Linked DNA regions of Arachis hypogaea: region 1 is linked to region 2. A link is a contact called in public Hi-C data. All regions are on one chromosome and are shown on one strand. The core of a region is the stretch at or near the end of the contact, and the rest is flanking DNA. Distances in the headings are between cores, read along the strand shown.

Region 1 (6,140 bases), core at 2,554-5,053, 200 kb after region 2:
CAATGATGCTGAAGAACCTTTATCTATTGAACCACAGATGCACCTCCCTGAATTTCTGTAACCTCATGGTCCTAGATGGTAACATAAAAAAAATGAAACAGTGGAAAATATGTAGTAGTAACGAAACTTCTGTGCTAACCAAATCTGACATACATTTCATAAATAAAAGTAAAGGAAATACTGGGATCAGAAAAAAAAAAGGGCTAATTGAAAGCTGTAAAAACCAAAGATATCACATACCGCATTGTAAATCGGTATCTGGTTACGCCAAAACTCTAATGGTGGTAGAAGCAACCTTCCTGCAATGTGATTCGAGCACAAAATTCAAGAAGATTAACAGTAACATCGAGCGAAGATATTAGTAAGTGCGTGAAAAGTGCACTAGTGCATCAAGTATCTCTAGGCCAAAGAAGATTTAGCTTTTATGAATGAGAACTGGGAAATAACTAACAGGGAATACTTACCTGATCTGGACTTTTTGAAACTTGATAGAGCAGACACTGAGGATATCTTCTCTTTCTCACCAATGATCGAGGGGCTTAAACCCCTTTTTCGTGGATATTTGGTTGCAGTGGCAGATCTAGCCATTTTTCTTTCACACGTGATCTGACCTTTTTCACTTGTAGCTTTCTTTCTCCTAGAACAGCCTTCTTCATTTTCAAATAAAGTTCTAGAAACTCTAGATGTAGAGCTTTCATCGAGATGCTCAGATGGTGTATTTACTTTTTCTGTAGTTACTTTTTCCAGAGATTGCAACTGAGCTGGTGTCACTGGACTGTTCAGTTCCTCGGGATGTTTCAGAGTAATTCCAGAAGCAGCCTGCTTCTGCTGACAGACTTTCCTGTTATAATACCTGGTAACACGTCTAATGCTGCCACTACCTTGAGCAGCATTAACCCCACATGTAGCGTTAGAATCATACCATTCACCTTCAGCATGTGGCTTCCCATGAGCTCCAAATGCTTCCTTTAAAGGTTTCGAAGAAGACAGGATAGATTTTTCTTGAGCTGTAACACTTAAAACATCAAGCTAGATAACAAAAGATCTTGGAGATATGAAATGATAAAATATCAAAGAAACTATAAGTCGTGTGAATGCAAATATTTACCAGCAGAGAAGATCTCAGGATCAATTGATGATACATTTTTAGGAACAGCACTACCCAAATCAGTGCCAATAGTTGATTCATCCCTAATCAAATCTGCTGCATAGCTTTCCCAGTTTTGAGGAAAACCAAATAAGAAATGACTGAAAACCTAGCAACATAGAAAACGGGTGAAAAATCAAACTGGGAAGACATACAATTTCTACATCGTTTTGATGCTTGTTCACAAACCAAAACTTAATAGTTTTCATCCAATCTACTGCTGACCCATCATTTAAGAGTTTGACAACCAGGTTAAACTTCTTAATTATGAGGGAATTCATGGGTAGATGCATGTATAAATCTCTTCCAAGACAGAATATGCATATTGATGCCATATGAAGTTCCCAAACCACCATGTAATGAATCAATTTGCAAACGTAATTAATCATGTAGAGAAGTAGAGAGAGAATACACCAATGAGTAATGGCTACAAACCTCAGGAGGGAAACCATTATCAATGGTGCGCTGCTCGTCAATGAAACCCCTTATGATAATATAAACCCCATCTGTGGTCTCAAGAGAGAACAGATCATGCCGTTTCGCAATGGGAGCACTGGTGAAGACACGCACTACTTCTTCCCTGATTCACGGAATCAAGTTATGCAATTACCAGATTAGATAGTTCAAGGAAGACATTACTCCAAATCAATTTCAGCAAATCACCAAAATGCATCAAAGGAGGTAAAACAACGTCACGAAAAAGCCTAATACAAAATCAAGCTAAGTTTCTTACCTTTTTGATGCAATGCCTCCAATGGCTAACTGCTTTCCTTCGAATCCATGTTTAGCTTTAACCAGCCACCATTCATACAAGCAAACCTTCGCATACGGAAAACACAGGAAGAATCAGAACTATGAAGAAATTATAAGAGGAAAAATACTTAGGGGAACAAATAAATTGGAAAGAGAATGAGGAGAAGAATAAGTAACCGTTGGTTGGAAACAAGATAAATTGGCGTTTTTAGAATTGGATGGAGTTGAAGTAAGCTCAGCCATGAGTGGGAAACGTGGGAAACAGTGAAATCCCCGTTACACTTTGTCGGGGCTTCTAATGGCTGACTGATGGTGGCAGAGAAGAAGAAGACGACCGGGACAGCAGCCCCGGGAAAATAGAGCAGAGAAGCGCTGTCGCACTTCGCAGCCACTGGTGGTGTCGTCGTCGCTGAAGGTCGTCGTCACCGAGAAGCAGTGCCACACCGTGGCCGTGAAGGTGAGAGAGGCAGTCGAACAGAGGAGCTTCGGCGCGGGCTAAGGTGACTCTGAGGCTGGTGAGTGGTGACGGTGGCTGGTGAGAGACAGAGAGAGGGCTGAGAGGGAAAGGTGGCGCCGTACGTGAGGGTGAGGGGACTGAGGGTGCGTGGCTGCCTTATTAAGATATGAAAGCATGGCATTATCAATGTATAATAAACAAGCATTAGTATATGAAAGCCCAAGTGCAGTTGCTTTTCACAAATGAGGCAGTCGTATTTGAATATATTGTAAATTTGTTTTACAGAAATAAGATTCAGATTCCAGGCGTTTCAATCAAATAGGATTAACGCAAAGTGATAAATTTTCAACTAGTGAAACAATTTGAGGAACCAAAAAGATACTGGTATTAATTCTAAACTCGGAGGTAAGAGATAAAACCATTTTCCCATTCTCAAGTGCATCTTTCACCTAAGGGTCTTCATTTGAAGTCACAGGCAACACAGATCAAAAAGTAAATACTCCTTATGATACAAAAAACCAGAAAGGCAGGGGATAATGCTTACATGAAAGTGAGATTGGAGTTTCCTCCTCAAAAATTACTGAAAAGCCATCTTAGTCGTCTATCCTCACTGAATTATTGGTAACCATGTTAAGATATTAAGCAAATTAATAAATGCCAAAATATATAAGAGATAAATTCTATTAGTAAGCATATGGAAGAAAAAACACTCACAGAGGAAACATCACTAAATAACTAAGAATGCAGTGAAGAAAGATGAAAGCAGCATAGAAATTAACTCAGCAAACAATGAGAGTAAAAGCAGCGTAGAGAATCATGAACAAAATTAACTCAAGCCAACAAAATCCAGCTAAAAAAAAATCATGAACAAAATTAACTCAAGAAAACAAAATTAACTCAGCAAACAAAATCCAGCTACTCAGCAACTCAGTTTCAAACAACAGTAAAACACTAAAACCAGCAAAAATGATTCCAAGTCACAGTGCTTACTGCTTACCGGCGGCGAGGAGGAAGGGAAGTGACGTCGACGATAGAGGAGACGGCGACACCGGCGAACACAGAGAGAGAGAGAGCGCTCAAACAGAGGAGAGGGCGACGGCCACAGAGCTTCCACACGACGGCGAGGGAGCTTCCTACGATGGCGACACAGCTTCCTAGGACCGAGACGGAGCTCCCTACGACGTCGACACAGCTTCCGAGAACCGCGACGGAGCTTCCTACGACGGCGACACAGCTCCTGCGACAGCGACGGAGCTTCCACACGCGATGCCTAACACGCTGCGGTGGCTACGGGGGTTGGGGGCTGCGGTGGCTGCGGGCGGCGGGACTGGGTGGCTAGGGTTCTTTCTTGAGATTGTTCTTTCAATTTCAAAATTTCGGAGAGGAGAGGGGTGGGAGTGTGACAGGGCTGCGTTGGGGTCATGGGTATTGGGTAGATTAAGGTTTTTTTTTTTTTTTTTTCTTTTTAAAACGTAAAAAGGCGCCGTTTTGGAGAGTAATACCGAAGCGAAAACCCTCTAAAAACCGGCCAATTTCAGCGGTTCAACGGTTTAATTGTCGGGTTGACCGGTTTTTTAATTGATTTTTACCAGGCGGTTTATAAGGACAACCGCACTGACTTGGTGACCGGTTCTTGGTTAACCCGGTTGAACTGGCCGACCCAGTTCGGTTTTCAGAACAATGCAAGCCAGCCACGCACCCTCAGTCCCCTCACCCTCGCATATGACGCCACCTTTCCCTCTCAACCTTCTCTCTGTCTCTCACCAGCCACTGTCACCACTCACCAGCCTCAGAGTCACCTTGGCCTGCGCCGAAGCTCCTCTGTTCAATTGCTTCTCTCACCTTCACGACCACGGTGCTGCACTGCTTCTCGGTGAGGTCGACCCTCAGCGACAACGACACCACCAGTGGCTGCAAAGTGCGACGGCGCTTCTCCGATCGTCTTCTTCTTCTCTGCCACCATTAGTCAGCCATTAGAAGCCCTGGCGAAGAGTAACGGGGATTTCACTGTTTCCCACGTTTCCCACCATGGCTGAACTTACTTCAACTCCATCCACCTCTAAAAACGCCAATTTATCTTGTTTCCAACCAACGGTTACTTATGCTTCTCCGCATTCTCCTTCCAATTTATTTGTTCTCCTAAGTATTTTTCCTCTTTTCATTTTTTCGTAGTTCTGGTTCTTCCTGTGTTTTCCGTATGCGAAGGTTTGCATGTATGAATGGTGGCTGGTTAAAGCTAAACATGGATTCGAAGGAAAGCAGTTAGCCATTGGAGGCATTGCATCAAAAAGGTAAGAAACTTAGCTTGATTTTGTATTAGGTCTTTTCGTGACCTTGTTTTACTTCCTTTAATGCATTTTGGTGATTTGTTGAAATTGATTTGGAGTAATGTCTTCCTTGAAATATCTAATCTGGTAATTGCATAACTTGATTCCGTGAATCAGGGAAGAAGTAGTGCGTGTCTTCACCAGTGCGCCCATTGCAAAACGGCATGGTCTGTTCTCTCTTGAGACCACAGATGGGGTTTATATTATCATAAGGGGTTTCATTGATGAGCAGCGCACCATTGGTAATGGTTTCCCTCCTGAGGTTTGTAGCCATTACTCATTGGTGTATTCTCTCTCTACTTCTCTACATGATTAAATACGTTTGCAAATTGATTCATTACATGGTGGTTTGGGAATTTCATATGGCATCAATATGCATATTCTGTCTTGGAAGAGATTTATACATGCATCTACCCATGAATTCCCTCATAATTAAGCAATTTAACCTGGTTGTCAAACTCTTAAATGATGGGTCAGCAGTAGATTGGATGGAAACCATTAAGTTTTGGTTTGCGAACAAGCATCAAAATAATGTAGAATTTGTATGTCTTTCCAGTTTGATTTTTCACCCGTTTTCTATGGTGCTAGGTCTTCAATCATTTCTTATTTGGTTTTCCTCAAAACTGGGAAAGCTATGCAGCAAATTTGATTAAGGATGAATCAACTATTGGCACTGATTTGGGTAGTGTTGTTCCTAAAAATGTATCATCAATTGATCCTGAGATCTTCTCTGGTGGTAAATATTTGGACGACGTTGCATGATTTGGTTCTATGATTATTTGCATTCACATGACTTATAGTCTCTTTGATATTTTATCTTTCCGTATCTCCAAGATCTTTTGTTATCTAGCTTCATGTTTTAAGTGTAACAGCTCAACAAAAATCTATCCTGTCTTCTTCAAAACCTTTAAAGGAAGCTTTTGAAGCTCATAGAAAGCCACATGCGGAATGTAAATGGCATGATTCTAGCGCTACATGTGGGGTTAATGCTGCTCAAGGTAGTGACAGCATTAGACATGTTACCAGGTATCATAACATGAAAGTCTGTCAGCAGAAGCAGCCAGCTTCTGGAATTACTCTAAAACATCCAGACAAACTGAACAGTCCAGTGACACCAACTCAGTTGCAATCTCTGGAAAAAGTAACTACAGAAAAAGCAAATACACCATCTGAGCATCTCGATGAAAGTTCTACATCTAGATTTTCTAGAACTTTATTTGAAAATAAAGAAAGTTGTTCAAGGAGAAAAAAAGCTAAAAGTGAAAAAAAGTTAGATCACGTGTGAAAGAAAAAGGACTAGATCTGCCACTGCAACCAAATATCTACGAAAAAAGGGTTTAAGCCCCTTGATCATTGGTGAGAAAGAGAAGATATCCTCAGTGTCTGTTCTATCAAGTTTCAAAAAGTCCAGATTAGGTAAGTATTACCTGTTAGTTATTTCCCAGTTCTCATTCAT
Region 2 (6,197 bases), core at 2,535-5,034:
CAGAGACAGAGACAGAGACAGAGAGAGAGACAGAGGGGTCAGCCCAACAACAAAGGCACATTAAAGCATTTAAACAAACACCTGGTGCGCAAAACCAGAAACATACATAGTAAAACCCACACAAGCAAACGGAAGGGAAAATGCAACAACCCATGTACTCAACACAACCTTAGCTGCAAAACCTAATCGAAGCAGCTATTGAACTACCACACCGAACAACAAACGCAAAAAGCGCAATGAACTCACCAGAAGCCCTCGCCACACAAATTCAACTTCGACCCAGAAAAGATTGAGAAATATAAATGGAAAAAATTAAAGGATTGTAAAATAAATTCAGATAGAAAGATAAAGAGAGGGTTTGGGTTTAAGTTCGGTTTGTATGGTGGGGCGAGGAGGGAGGAAAAAGGTAACAGATAAAATGCGGTCGTCGACAACAATAGAACTACGACAGCCTTATATATGTCGTTTGCGCCCCTCACCTCTACCTACCCTTCCCTGCACCCTCTCTTATTATATCAAACTCTCCCCATACTTCGATAACACGTGTTCGCCTTTTATTGGTTCACTCTAGTGCTTTGGAATGTGACACGCAAGAAACGAAATGCATGAGGCTCTTTTTGTTGGGATGTGAATTCTGATGACCAGTTTGCAATTGGCAACTCATTTTATCCCCTTCTTAGCCATTCATGGGTAAAGCGTAATTATTGTTCAAAAATGTTATTTTTTTGGGAGATAAACAATGACTTTTTTAAATAATATGAATAATTATTAATCAAATAAAAATATATTATATTTTTAAATTATTTATCTAAATCTTAATATTAAAATAATTATTTGTACACTTAATGAAATAAATATTCAATATATCTATTATTTACATTATTTAATATTTTTATTTTTTATCTATATTTTTCTTATTTCTTTTCTTCTCTATTTGTTTTCTATGGACAAAGCGGAAAAGGAACGAAATTGAGTTCAATAAATGTTTCTTGCAAGAAAGATAATCTATTGTTTCGTGCATAATGAAATTACTCAAATTCGTTCATAACTAGATTAGGCATTAGATTTTTGCCTCAATCCGCAAATCAATGTCAAGGGAAGTAAGCATTCAAATGAAAGCAATGGGCTTTCATGTACCTAAATATTGGGCTTTTCTCAAGGATCGCCGCTCTGAACCGCCCCTTAAATTGTAGCAAAACTTAAAAGTGGGTAAAGTATGGTCCAAAAATAAACTGGGTTACCCAAACCAGTACTTTAAGGTGGGCCTTATTCAAAGACCAAGAAAAAAGTTGTGGGCCTTATTTTTAAAAACTAGTACTTTAAATGCTATTTATTTTTCACACACAAAAAAAAAAGAAGTGTTATTCTCTAAAATTATTATTTCATAGTGAACGAAATTAGAAATAAGTTGCCCACCAAAAAAAATTATAAATAAGTTATTTCAATATCATGAAAAGAAAAATAATAATGAGAAATATTTTGAAAATTATAATATGTATTGGGGGTGTAAACAGCCAAAGTTTCCTTGATGGTGGCGTTTTTCACCGCAAAAATCTACTCCTTAAAATAGCCGTATAACCGTAAGTCATTAAATTTTTTTATTTTTAAAAATGTTAAGTAACTTTAGTTATAGTTAAACTAGAAAAACCTACTACTGCTGTCATTGATTTCGCGGGATGATGAGATGCATCACTTTCAGCACATTGATGAAATGATGTTGATTTAAATAACTTGGTATTGGTATACGGCATATGCCCCACACCATCAGACACAGGCAAATTAAACGTACGTTCTGCAACATGCTCACGAGCTTAGTGGACAAACATTAATACACCATATATAATATATACTCACAGCACAGCTGCATGCAACTTAATTAAGATCTTGTCCCCCTTTGTTTTTCCAAGCATATTGGGCATATATCTTATGATGATTTCAAAACATTTTTACAGAATTCATATACATGCAGCGGGCCTCAACGGTTTTGGAAATTCGGCTATGATTTTGAATGGTTTTTGGTAAAGATACTTATTAGATCGATCAGTATATTTTTATATATAAAAAATTATAGTGTAATTTGAAGCTAGCTTTTATCAGTACTCATTAGTAAATAATTCATGAGTTAGAAATTTAAAATTATAACCGTATGTAATTTTAATAAATATTTTGAAAATAAATAAATAAAATATATAAGTTGGAGAAGTAGGGAAAACAGATGAGCGTTGTGGTGCGGTGGGGAGAGAGGTGTAAAATTGGTTTCAAGATTGGGCAGTAACTGTTGTTGACAAAGAAAGGGGATTCACGAGATGCTCGAGATTATTCAAACTGCTATATCCATATCCATCATTTTTATTGATTCTCATAATTTCTCACTTTATTTAACCATGCCCTCTTTTTCTTGTTTTTCTACCATCTTCCTCTCTCTCATATCAGACTTGACTTTCAAAACCCTAATAAGGTACTACTTCTTTTAATGCAATCCCATGACAAAACACAGCACTGTATGTTTAAGTCCTCATCAGAGAAAAACTAAACTTCTCTTATATTAATAGAGTTTAATTTTAAAAGATGATTCATATAATTAATATAAAAATTAATTATTTTTACTGATATGCATTATGTAATTAGATATATATAATTTTATATTATTAATATATTAAAATTAAATTCATATTAATATATACATAGCATATGTAGTGGCTGAATATCAAACTAATATACATCTGTATCTAATACACTTATACACATAGTATATAATTTTTTTAAAATATTTATCATTATATATAATTATAAAAAGAGAAAAGGACAAATAGATCCCTGACCTTTTACTCTGTGGACATTTTCGTCCCTGACCATTGAAAAATACTTTTAAGTCCCTAACTTTCACAAAACTTGGACGGATCAGTCCCTCACGGAGGCATTTGGACAGATCAGTCCCTGACGGAGGCATTTGGACGGAGGGACTGATCCGTCCAAATTTTGTGAAGGTCAGGGACTTAAAAGTATTTTTCAATGGTCAGGGACAAAAATGTCTGCGGGACAAAAGGTCAGGGACCTATTTGTCCTTTTCTCTTATAAAAAAATTCTTTTTGAGATTTTTTAATTAAACTGTAAATTATTGATCATTTTAACTAATCTTAATTTTATTATTCTTACACATATTTAATAAATAAAAATTTTAATAGATATATTAGTATCTATTGATATAATATATGAAAAAGAGAAAAATATAAAGAAAAGAAAAACGTTTACCTTAATAAGCAAGTGTTCCCCGCCCTCCTCAGCACTTTACCGGTTTATATTCTTTTGATATAATAAATTATTTATTTATTTTTAAGAATTTAATTTTAACACATTATCAATATAAAATATTTTTATATATGTATCTAATTATGTAACTTTACATCAATCAAAATAATTAATTTTTATATTAATTACGTTAATGATTATTAAAAAAATAATATGATTACACTATTATAAAACACTCTACATTATTAGTGTTTTAAAATTAAATTCTATTTTTAATTGATATATATTCAATTAGGAAAATATTATTTGTATATTAAACTTAGCCACCAATATATTTATATATAAATATATGGGTAGTTTAATTTATTTTCAATGTGTAAAAATGTATTTTATACGAAAAGTTAATTTTGGTGATTAATTTTGGTGTCCTTTGTAGCATAACCCATTAAATTATAACCGAAGGAACATTAATCTGTACTGACTTGCACACTGGTATTTACAGATATATAAGTACAGAAGTGGGAGTGATGCAAGCAATAAGTAGCATGTTTAAACCCTGTGGTGTTATTCATTGAATAATTAATTAGTGATATATATCTCCAAGTCCAAGAACGGAACATGCTGGTTGGCGGTAAGGAAGTGACGATATAGCGTTACAATACGTTACGCGGTATTGGGTGGTTGTTGAAGCTGGTTTTGCGTTGTTTCCCCGGAAAAGAAGCCAAGGCCTTGAGACACCTTCAGTAAAAGCAAATCCCTTTACACCTTTAACTTGTCTACTTTGTTTTTTTCCCCCCAACTTGCGTTACTACAACAAGAAGCAACAAGCATGTCCAGCACAAACAGCACTTGTCTCATGGAAGAAAGAGAGCTCTCTGATGCCAACAACACCTATGAACTTGTCCCTATTCCTATCATGCCTCCTCCTCAGGTAGTCAATGAAGATTGGTACATGCCAAACAACAACATCAACAACACTGTTACTACTATCCAAAATCAACCTCCGGATTCAGATTCAGATACAAGGGACATGAACTTCTTTCACCAAGATAACAACAACAGCAACCCTTTCTTCCATCCCTCTTCTTTCCCTTCATCCATGTCCTTCATCACCAACCTTCAACACTACCCTCATCAGGCCACTCCAAAACCCATATTTTCTTCTCTTCTAAGTGGCATGATGATCCCTAGCAGCACCACCAATAACCCTTTGTATGATCAAAATGGTGGAAATAATAATAGTTGCCAACAGGTGATGGGGTTTCTTGAACCTCAAGCTTTCGCTACCTCTTCATCAAACGTAGATGCTACTCTCTTGGGGGGTTTAGGATTTCCAACAAGTTTGAACAACTCATCATCAGACCCCAATAATAATAGCTTATCAGCAACCATGAGCTGTGTAATCCCACAAGAACATGAAGAAGAAGATAAACCGCCCAATAATAAGTTTGGCCTCTTTGAGGGTTTTCACAATAACATTGAGAATAATACTGGTAGTAGTTCATCATCATGGATGATGAACAACAAGTACTCCAACATACTCATGAGACCTCTTGAATCTTTACCTCCATCATCAGGTGCACAACCAACACTCTTTCAGAAGAGAGCAGCACAACACAGGAAAATCAACGTCACAGATGAAAGAGGAAAGGGCAAACTTGATGAGGAGGAACAACAAGGGAATAATAATGAAGAAGAGAAAAGGAAGCTGGAGATGGAAGATACTGGAGATGGAAGTTTGTTAAACAGCTATGATGATTATTCTGATCATGACATGGTTGAGGATAGTATTGACAACAACAACAACATGATGAAGATGGAATCAGAGAGTAGTAGTAAAAACAAGAATATTATTGGTGAAAACAACAACAGAAACAGTAACAATAATCTCAATTTGCAGAAAGGGAATAATAACAAGAAGAAGACAGGGATGCCTGCTAAGAACTTGATGGCTGAACGCCGCAGAAGGAAGAAGCTCAATGACAGACTCTACATGCTCAGATCCGTTGTTCCTAATATCAGCAAAGTAAGCAACGTGTTCTTAATAGCCACTGTTTTGTTCATTCTTCTTCTTTCACTCAAATAATGTGAACTGCATGAACTTAAGGTCTTAGCTTAAAGCATTCAAAAACGCATTTTTTATTAAGCTAACATGTATATATAGCATGCATGGTTATTATATATGTGGTTATGAAAGATGGACAGGGCTTCAATACTTGGGGATGCAATTGAATATATGAAAGAACTTCTGCAAAAGATTAATGACCTTCATAACGAATTGCAATCAATGCCTCCTACGGCACCTGCTTCAAGCTTGCATCATCCTTTGACACCAACTAATAATAATACTGCTACTCTACCGCCAGCAGCTGCTTCTCTTCCCAGCCGCATGATGATGAAGGAAACTGCTTCTTGCCCCACTTCTTCATTGCCAACTCCCAATGACCAGCCTGCCAGGGTAATATTAACTATTATTGTTCTTGTTCTTTCTTATTAACTTAACTTTATTTTAACAATGAGCAATACCATGTCTATCTGGAAGTTATATGTTCAGATGATTCTTTTTCTTGATATGAGACTTACTACAGACATTTGTTTAGGAAAAGAGTGAATTGGACAACTTTTCATGTATTTTATGTTGCTAAATTTAGATGTAATTAAGATGAGCAATTCTAAGATGAAGAGGAAAGTTAGGTGAAGAGTGAAGATTATATACTCTTTACACTTAAAAAAATACAAAATTAAAGACATCATGTGTAATGTACACTTTTTTTCAAAAATTAACTATATTCTTCATTCTTCACTGTGAGGAAGTCAAAATCAATTTAAATTGTTAAAGAAAATTTTAGAATAATCATAAAATCAAGTTATTAATGTCTAGTTACACATGTCATACTGTGATATGCATAAAAGGTTTGACTATTACTCATGGTCAACGATATATATAC

What was found. Hi-C and Micro-C count contacts between places; a contact is called where the count stands out from the background.
Region 1: a Hi-C map of an unstated tissue shows a contact between it and region 2, with 4 times the contacts expected there. The contact joins the promoter of LOC112732915 here to the promoter of LOC112732910 in region 2. A contact is called at or near these places in 4 of 8 Hi-C or Micro-C datasets (leaf and an unstated tissue).

Annotation. Positions count from the first base shown.
Region 1 is chr13:118,725,367-118,731,506 of arahy.Tifrunner.gnm2.J5K5, forward strand. It overlaps LOC112732915, which reads right to left and starts at 3,804. Exons shown (of 12, transcript XR_011869900.1): 1 at 3,355-3,804; 2 at 2,902-2,967; 3 at 2,078-2,508; 4 at 1,881-1,966; 5 at 1,583-1,727; 6 at 1,109-1,256; 7 at 465-1,007; 8 at 241-299; 9 at 1-71. It overlaps LOC140178183 (a long non-coding RNA gene), which reads left to right and starts at 4,385. Exons shown (of 3, transcript XR_011870436.1): 1 at 4,385-4,451; 2 at 4,563-4,648; 3 at 4,802-4,945.
Region 2 is chr13:118,524,130-118,530,326 of arahy.Tifrunner.gnm2.J5K5, forward strand. LOC112732910 reads left to right here and starts at 3,785. Exons shown (of 4, transcript XM_025781730.3): 1 at 3,785-5,275; 2 at 5,447-5,707. The coding sequence starts at 4,079. LOC112732908 (chaperone protein ClpC, chloroplastic) reads right to left here and starts at 587. Exons shown (of 10, transcript XM_025781728.3): 1 at 247-587.